Linked DNA regions of Salmo salar: region 2 is linked to region 1. Evidence: chromatin contacts called from public Hi-C data. All regions are on one chromosome and are shown on one strand. Each heading gives the region's core, a stretch centred on a gene start, on an enhancer-like site or on the middle of the called end of the contact. The rest is flanking DNA. Distances are from core to core; before and after follow the strand shown.

Region 1 (4,875 bases), core at 788-3,287:
TCCTCCAAAAGTCTTCGCCTCACTGTGCATGCAGATGCACTCACACCTGCCTGCTGCCATTCCTAAGCAAGCTCTGCACTGGTGGTGCCCCGATCCCACAGCTGAATCAACTTTGGGAGACGGTCCTGGCGCTTGCTGGATTTTCTTGGACGCCCTGAAGCCTTCTTCACAACAACTGAACCGCTCTCCTTGAAGTTCTTGACGATCCGATAAATGGTTGATTTAGGTGCAATCTTACTGGCAGCAATGTCCTTGCCTGTGAAGCCCTTTTTGTGCAAAGCAATGATGACGGCACATGCTTCCTTGCAGGTAATCATGGTTGACAGAGGAAGAACAATGATTCCAAGCACCACCCTCCTTTTGAAGCTTCCAGTCTGTTATTCGAACTCAATCAGCATGACAGAGTGATCTCCAGCCTTGTCCTCATCAACACTCACACCTGTGTTAACAAGAGAATCACTGACATGATGTCAGCTGGTCCTTTTGTGGCAGGGCTGAAATGCAGTGGAAATGTTTTTGGGGGGATTCAGTTCATTTGCATGGCAAAGAGGGACTTTGCAATTAATTGCAATTCATCTGATCACTCTTCATAACATTCTGGAGTATATGCAAATTGCCATCATACAAACTGAGGCAGCAGACTTTGTGAAAATTAATATTTGTGTCATTCTCAAACCTTTTGGCCACGACTGTACATACTTGGTGTGTATAAACAGTGTAACAAAACTGCAATGTAGAGTAGTAGATATATTAGAATCATTATCAGTGTATGGCTGGGTGGAGAGGAGGAAGTGATGTTGTGACAAAGAGAACTCTGTGGTTTTCAACACACACACACAACAAAATCAAAACACAAATGATGCTCCACCCTTGTGACAGGCCTATCATAGCAGGCCAAATATTTCATCATAACAACCCCCCCCCCACACACACACACACACAACAAAAATCAAAACACAAATGATGCTCCACCCTTGTGACAGGCCCATCATAGCAGGCAAAATATTTCATCATAACAACCCCCACACACACACCTCCACCTCCCACGCCTGTCTGCAGTAAACAGAGGAGGAGAGATGTGCTCAGGAAACCACAGTACTACTTAGTCTTTCTTTCCTTGCCTCTCATTGACGCACATGCCCGCGCACGCACACACACACACACACACAGAGGATGTAAACAAGACAGGGTTCTCACACACACAGACACATACGCTTGCAAAAACACATAGCCACACCTACACACAGATTCACACAGTTACCCCCAGAGGGTTAAGTGAGTGGTAATCATGGCGAGGCAGTGTCGCTAAGGGAAACTAGTGCTCCTGGTGTAAACAGGTACTAAAAGGGACATCCTTTCAGCTGACCAGAACCAAGTCACGCAGAGGGCTCAGTTCAATATGCGGGCTTGTGTGTGCAAAACATGTATAGAAAGGCCAACATGACATGCTGAGGGGCTGAAATAAAAGCACTAAAAGTTGAAGTGAAAGTGTGTGTGTGTACTGAATATTTGTGTCTCTCCTCATACCTCTGGGCTGTGGGGGGCAGCAGCGTTTGAGCTGGAAGTGGAGGTTGTCCGTACGGAGGTTCTGTCTAGCCAGGTGGTCGAGCAGCTCTCTGAGAGAAGATCTGTAGGTCTCGGTCCCATACAGACGGAATCCCTCAGAACCCACCTCGATCTGGAAGTTCTTATACAGGTGCACCTGCCTCGACTCACACAGATCAAACTGGAGAGAGGGGAGGAAAGGGGTAGATGAAGGGAAGGAAAGAGGAAATCAGTTGTCCACTGCATACTGCCTGGAACAAATCCCAGTCAGCATGTACAGTAAGGCACATGCTATTTACTGTCCCCGAATTAATTGAATTGAGAATTGAATTGAGATGCCCCAAACGAGAACACACTCAGTCGTCCGTCCCCCCCCCCACACACACACACAGTTTTCACTGATGGGAGTTCAGCTTATCTAACCATGGTAGTGTGATATACACACCAGACTGCCAGGCTGTTGTTTTGACAGTAACCACACATTGTTTGAAAAGGACATCCTGTGTCTGTGTGTGTGTGTGTGTACATGTGTGTGTGTGTGTGTGTACATGTGTGTGTGTATATGTGTGTGTGTGTATATGTGTGTGCGTGTGTGTGTGCGTGTGTGTGTGTGTGCGTGTGTGTCAGAGTGTGTATCATGTTTTGGCATCATCTGTGTTGTAACTGTTTATCAGACAGCTCCTAGTCACTTCCTTGTGTGATTATCTCTGAACTTTGTTGTTTTGGCTTTTTATCAGACTTCTCCATTCGTTCCACCTCAGTTTTTTACAATCCACTCTCTCCGCCTGAAAAAAAGACTTTGTTCTCAAGAGGGTGTGTGATATATTTGTCCTATTGTACAAACGTGTATTAATACGCATGTGTGAATTGGAAATGTTAGTTTTTTTTGCATATCCAAACTCTCCCTGAGACACCCTCGGAGAGTGGGGTCACGGTCAGGGTCTGCCATTTCGACCCTGGCTGTACCAATGCAACCTTGGAACAATTAGGGTGAAGTGCCTTCCGCAAGGGGACATTGACAGACTTGTCAGCTCCGCAATTCCAACTAGCGACGTTTCGATTACTGGCCCAGCGCTCTAACCGCTAGGCTACCTGCCGCCCTAATTCCAGCGTAGAGTGTGGACGCAGTTTCCCATTACCGGAAATGATGCAGTCAAGATTCCCACATTTGGGGGAATTCACAGGGGTCAGCATGGCCAGAGTGCAATGGTCTCGCCTCTTTCGTAATCAAGGTGTCTCCCATGCCAGGTAAGTACGTGTTACCTCTTTGCAGACCACGGTCATGATGATGTTATGGTAGTCAGTACAGGACCAGCGCAGGACGTAGGTTCCCTCCTCGTTGCCCTCCTGGCGAAGCTTCTGGATGGCATACTCCGTACTGCAGGAAACAACAGTCAAACCCCCGAAACTCAACGGTAGATTAAGGCAAATGAAACAGATAGAGAAAGGTAGAGAAAGAAGAGAGGTTAGGAGAATAGAGAGATGGGGGGGGGAGAGAGAACAAAAGCCAGACAGAGATGGACAGAGAGAAAAAAGAGAGAGAGAGAGAGAGAGTGTGTGATCACTGACCAGATAGGTCCATGACAGCAGTTCTGTAGGTTCTGCACCACAGAAGAAGGAGCCACCTCTGTACACAGGTAGTGATGGGCGTCTACCGTCAGACGGAAATACCCGTCCACCAGAGCAGCGAATGCCAGCGCCTCACCTCTAAACTCCAGCTTCACCTCCTAGAGGACAATCGAGTTAAACAATATTAACAAATACTTCATAAATCATTACATTCAATACTTGATTCATTCGTCTTTATTGGGATCCCCATTAGCAGGTTGACATTTATTGGGATGAATCTTGTCCTGGAGGCAGAGCTCAGCGGTTTCCAAAGCAAAGTTAAAATTGGCTATATCGTAAAAAAATGTATGCTAATAAAAATGAGCTTTTTGGTCTTCATTTAAGGTTGGGCATAAGGTTAGCAGTGCAGTTAAGGTTAGCTTTAAAAATCAGATTTGATGACTTTGTGGCTAGGCCACTCTGCAGAGCTGCCACCAGGACAAGATTCATCCCAATAAATCAAATGGCAGGGCTCTCCAGAGGGTGGTGCGGTCTGCACAACGCATCACCGGGGGCAAACTACCTGCCCTCCAGGACACCTACAGCACCCGATGTCACAGGAAGGTCAAAAAGATCATCAAGGACAACAACCACCCGAGCCACTGCCTGTTCACCCCGCTACCATCCAGAAGGCGAGGTCAGTACAGGTGCATCAAAGCTGGGACCGAGAGACTGAAAACAGCTTCTATCTCAAGGCCATCAGACTGTTAAACAGCCATCACTAACAAAGAGAGGCTGCTGCCTACATACAGACTTGAAATCATTGGCCACTTTATAAATGGATCACTAGTCACTTTAATAATGTTTACATATCTTGCATTACACATCTCATATGTATATACTGTATTTTATACCATCTATTGCATCTTGCCTATGCCGCTCTGTCATTGCTCATCCATATATTTATATGTATATATTCTTATTCCATTCCTTCACTTAGATTTGTGTGTATTAGGTAGTTGTGGAATTGTTAGATTACATGTTAGATATTGCTGCACTGTCGGAACTAGAAGCACAAGCATTTCTCTACACGTGCAATAATCTGCTAACCGTGTGTATGTGACCAATAACATTTCAAGATTCATCCCAATAAATACCAACCTGCTCCCCATTAGCTGACACCTTAGTCTGTGTTCCAAAACACTCCACTAGCTTCCTTTCTTGTAGATTCCTTCAAGGAGCTTGTTTTTTCGAGGTTCAGTTAGCTTGGTCTGATGCAACGAGTAGCACACTTACAAGCCATGGCATGCAGTCACAGTGATCATTTCAGTCCCACAGAATTAGGGCAACACTGTTAAGTACTGTACACACACTCAGGAACTGTACAAGTCTTTTCCTGTACATAGCTCTATTCTTAACAGAGGCATGTCTAATGGTAATCTAATCTCATCTAAACACAGACTACTAATCGGATGATTTGTTCCTGGGCTAGGTTGGCTGGCTGTTAGGCCCGGTGACCTTTGAACTAGCTGGCTGGAGTGGAGACAGTAGAGAAGAGACAACCTGAGACCAATTCATTAATTAATTAAACACTAAATATGCTACTGTCACTGCTTAATCGGCATCATCTCAACTCAAGCAGTATTGGGTGTGTGTGTGTGTGTGTGTGTGTGTGTGCATGCGCTTATCTTACCATCTTCTTGTTATCCTGTCTGAAGATGGTGACAGAGGACTCTTTGATAACGATGTGTGTGATCTCGTGAAAGTCACAGAACGTCACCC
Region 2 (4,875 bases), core at 1,341-3,840, 40 kb after region 1:
TTTATTAAAGGCAGTAGGTTTCAACCAAGCCTCTTTCTCTCCCCAATCAGAATATTCCAGACTCTGGCCAACAGCAGTAACCTATCATTTACATTATTTAGCAGACACTCTTTGCCAAGAGCAACTAGGTTTAAGTGCCTTTTTCAAGGAGACATCTACAGATTTTTCACCTAGTCAGCTCAAGGATTTGAACAAATGACCTTTCAGTTACTGGCCCAACAGCCTTAACCGCTGCGCTACCTGCCGCCGGCTAAGCTATCCTCCTTATTTATGCCAATTTGAAGGCCAGAATTGTGGGGGGAAAGCACTAATCATGTTTATGCATCCTAATAATCACCCTTAGAATACTCCCAGAACCAACTTTATTTTTTATTTCAATTTGAGAATTTACAAAACAAATTGACCCATCCTAATCTTTATTGGCAGGGGTGCATGTGATATTGCACCGCAGTATGCTGGTTTGAAAAGTGCTTTTACACAGTGTAGAAACCTATTATTCTACAAATAACTTTGTAATTTCAATAACAGGTATTTGTATAACCATTTATAGCTTTTTATAATAAACTGTCTTTACACGGTTACATATTCGTTTCTAGAGCACAGCATGTGCTTCAGTAGCTAGAATTCAAGTAGGCCCAATATAGGCTATATCTCAATCAAGTTGAAAAATCGTATTTTCTGGTGCTCCTAAGTTTTATGTTGTTCTCCTAACTTCTTAAAGTTGGGAGCACAAGTGCTATCAATGACAAACCTCACAGCAGTACCATCTCCCTCCATCCATCCATCCATCCATCATCACAAAGTGGGTCGGGTGTGTCAAGGTGGCAGCCATCCTTCAGTTATCACAGTACTGTACCTTTAAGATGGACAGCATCAGCACAGTGATAACTGAACCAGGGCAGCCTGGATGTCATGTTAAGGAGCCAAGAGACAGCAGCCCAGTCAGTCTGAGTTCCAGCACAGCACAACACAACATCAGCCACGGTGGTCCAAGGGGTCAGATGCCATCCGTCTTCATGATGCCAGACTCACACATGATACGACGCACGCACACAGACACACACACACACACACACACAGGACTTGGAGCCCAGAGCAAGAATAATATCTTGTCAGTCACACTGTTCTTTTGCAGATGGAATCGTGCCAAAAGAGGGACGTAGAATGACATGACACTGTATAGGGTCGGGAAGGTGGGGGTGTTTTTGGACATTGCAGAAAGTGCATTTACGTCATGCATAGGCCATCGGAGTAACAAAATGACTATGATGGTTGAGAATACATAAAATCCAAATATCATGTCTGTATTTATGTATTTCATGGTATCACATTACAAGAATGAGAACACAATTGCATGCAGAAGTAATGTAAATACGTTTCTCTAATAGGTAACCAAAACCTGCAAAGCTTTGTAATTATTCACAGGATATAATCATGAAATGTGTATGTGCTATGAATTCCACACAGGCTTTACAGAATTCTAGAAATGTATTTTACTACCATTAGTAAGATGTTTCTTTCTCACCTCATATGAATGTAATACCTACCAATACATGTGTAACTACTGTAGCATATCAGCTTTTTCTAAACCTCTTTGAAAGATCATTTTCTATACAACAGATACATGTAGCCTAAAGGAATAAAACCTTGGTCGAAGTCACCACTGTTGACTTACTAGTGTTTGAACTGCATAATTTATGGACACCAAATAGCTGACGTCGGACTTGTTATGGTTCTTGGGCCTCCGCCCTCAGTGCAAGAAGGCTCTCCAGCAGTCCAGTCGCGTAGCCCGCCTGAGGAGGCTCCTCCCTATCTCCTTCTCCCTCCGCTTCATGTAAACAACTCGATTTGCTGGTTCTGTTTGATATCACAGAATTGCAGGAGCACTTGCCAACACTTATTTGAAAAATAACCTGCTGCGCAAGGTTGAGACAACAGTTAAATCGAGCAAAACATAACATTGGGTGCGTAACTGTAAAAATGTAAATAGCATATAAAACTCCCAATAGACTGTACTTAGTATATTATTATAATAGCGTATCGGACTCTTCAATAATCGTGAAGCGTAGACCAGGTAGCCTATACATTAAATACACGTTTAAAACGCAAAATAAAAATATTTAAAACAATCATCACATTTCAATTGTTCCAGATATTCAACTCCACGTTGTCGGGAAAGCTTGTTGCTGTTTTCTATAAATACAACAGGAGTAAGGCTATTTAAAAACCTTTGTAAATTGACCGTCTTATAATTTAAAAAATGTTAACATATATACTTTGCCATAATAACTCTGATATTCAACAACAAGACCATGTCAAAGAGCAACGCTATTGGCGTTGATTGTGTTTTACTATTGTGCAGACAAACGCTAACGCCCAGCCTGCACACACCCCTCTCTAGGTAAAAACAAATACTATGTAGTCCAATCATCGAAATTAACATGAGCAATTCTTATTAATATTTACTTGCAGTTCAATATCTGACGGATATTAGTCTTACTTACGTGCATTTGGCGCATTTCATTCCCGTGTTTACGTGAATAGTTTTAATGACGCAGCAAGACCCACATCGAACAACGTGATTGTCGCCATTTTTTGTTGTTATTGAAATCTCTCAGCCATGTGACAAAATAATAAAACAATGTTTCCGGGTCTCGCCGCACAACAAGCTGAGTAAATTGATAATCTTCCAATTTAGTTTTTTTCGTGTGATGGATTAGGCAGGTTCCATTGACTGAAGACACCAATAGGTTGTACATGCGCAGCATTTGACAGCTTTTGGACACTGACGCCGCGGTATGGTTCGCAACAAGTACATTCCTTGATTCCTTGGTCCGCAAATGTTGCGGAATGGCACTGTCTCAGTGCGTAATGATAATGATGTGTGATGGCCAATGTTTCAGAGGGAACCGCGAAAATCGGGAATTACCGTTTACGCTCTGCATTGACTGCTGCTGTCAACAAGTGCGTTTATTTTGTAGTTTGCAGTGTTTTGTCAATAGGTCTCTTACACATGAGTGGGTTCATGAATTCGGATTTATCCTATTACCATTCATTACGTCATTATTAACTTCCTACCCCATCTGGAAACGTGCCAATCAACAGTGGTGTAAAGTACTTAAGTAAAAATACTTTAACGTACTACTTTAAGTAGTTTTTGGGGGTATTTGTACTTTACTTTGCTATTTATATTTTTGACAACTTTTACTTCACTACATTCCTAAAGAAAATAATGTACTTTTTACTCCATACATTTTCCCTGACACCCAAAAGTACTCCTTACATTTTCAATACTTAGCAGGACAGGAAAATTAGCCAATTCACACACTTATCAAGAGAACATCCCTGGTCATCCCTACTTCCTATTTTCTGGCAGACTCACTAAACATAAATGCTTTCTTTGTAAATTATATCAGAGTGTTGGAGTGTGCCTCTGGCTAACCATTTTTTTTTTTAAAACATGCAAATTGTGCCATCTGGTTTGCTTAATATAAGGAATTTTTACTTTTACCATTCGATACTTAAGAATATTTTAGCAATTACATTTACTTTTGACACTTAAGTATATTTGAAACCAAGTACTTTTAGACTTGTACTCAGTATTTTACTGGGTGACTTTCACTTCTACTTGAGTCATTTTCTATTAAGGTATCTTTACTTTTACTCAAGTATGAGAATTGGGTAGTTTTTACACCACTGCCAATAAATAGAACCCCAAAATAGATCTGAATAGCTTTAATTTGTAATTAATAATACAAACTCAATCAATGCAAGAAGTTGCAGATTGAGGATAGAAAATTAAGATGCAAACTTTTATACTGTGAAGTGAGTCAACTATGGAAATGCAATGAGCCATTACTAGCCTAATAGTGTGGAATAGTGTAGAGGTGGGTCACACAAACTATGCATGGTTGATGACCTTCCATTCTAACTTTAGATCTATAGACTTGTGATAGCAGTATAAACTGATGCCTATGGGATTCAGCTCTGTGGGCTAACATGATCTGGAGTCGTGCAGACGACCCAGGTTCTATTCTATTCTAGAATAAGTATATTCTAGACTTCAGAGAGGTTGGGTTAAATGTGGAAGACACATTTCGGTTGAATGCATTCAGTTATGCAACTGACTACGTATCTCCTTAAACTTTCATGTTTCAGCCACTTACATATGATATGGTTGCGATTGTAAATGATTCGTCTTACTCACAATAGAAAACTACAGGTACCAGATTCCCAAGTGTTACCCAGTTCCTGCGCACAAGTCATCCGCATTTTTTCTTCTTGATGTGTCGGGGAGGTGCTGAGAAATAGGGCGTTGTGGCAGCTCCTCCATTCATTCGCAGAGAAAAACCCTTTCTTAAAGACGCAGACAAGCTACTGTCCCTTGGGAACAGAAAAAAAAACATTTTCTGACTTGGTCTGAGTGAACTACGTGCTATATTACGCATACGTTTTGCAGGACACACAGGCATAAATCGAAGGTGAGGAGTGATTGTGGGCATCGGTGAGGTAGGCCTACATCGCTTGACTGTTTCCCCGTTATGTTTGTTTTTTTCGCCATAGTTTAAATCCTCCATCTGTACAATCAGAAATCTGGAAAGTTCGATTTCTCTAGCTGATTGGATGAATGAGGCTCTTTAACACTTCCGTTTTTTTCTGTAGCCTTTTTAAGTCGTAACCAATTCGGGAAAATTGGCAATTAAGTTAGATTCAGTGTAATACACTGTTGATATACTGTCCCTGTTAACTCAAAACGAGCAGAAAGTATCTGTTCGCGGACTTTGATAATAAGGTGCAATGCATACCATGGGCAACATTGAAAGATGCTTAGGCCTATGAATGTTTCATTGAATGCAGCAGGCATAGGCTATAGCA

The links. Hi-C and Micro-C count contacts between places; a contact is called where the count stands out from the background.
Region 2: a contact with region 1 is called in a Hi-C map of gill, with 2.8 times the contacts expected there. The contact joins the promoter of LOC106584033 here to the enhancer-like site in region 1. A contact is called at or near these places in 2 of 3 Hi-C or Micro-C datasets (blood and gill).

Annotation. Positions count from the first base shown.
Region 1 is chrssa23:9,724,299-9,729,173 of Ssal_v3.1, forward strand. It overlaps LOC100286690 (tyrosine-protein kinase JAK1), which reads right to left. Exons shown (of 24, transcript XM_014168828.2): 7 at 4,787-4,875; 8 at 3,115-3,272; 9 at 2,809-2,923; 10 at 1,528-1,726. It also overlaps the pseudogene LOC123729987. Among protein-coding and RNA genes, the nearest start is that of LOC100286690, 32 kb to the right of the region's middle. Within about 2 kb of position 2,038, at least 5 of the 13 cell types and tissues checked have an H3K27ac peak or open chromatin away from gene starts, as enhancers often do. A contact at or near this core is called in gill, where this site is marked.
Region 2 is chrssa23:9,763,502-9,768,376 of Ssal_v3.1, forward strand. It overlaps LOC106584033 (adenylate kinase 4, mitochondrial), which reads left to right and starts at 2,591. Exons shown (of 6, transcript XM_014168832.2): 1 at 2,591-2,796. It overlaps LOC123729851 (a long non-coding RNA gene), which reads right to left and starts at 2,650. Exons shown (of 2, transcript XR_006761521.1): 1 at 2,505-2,650; 2 at 1-1,916.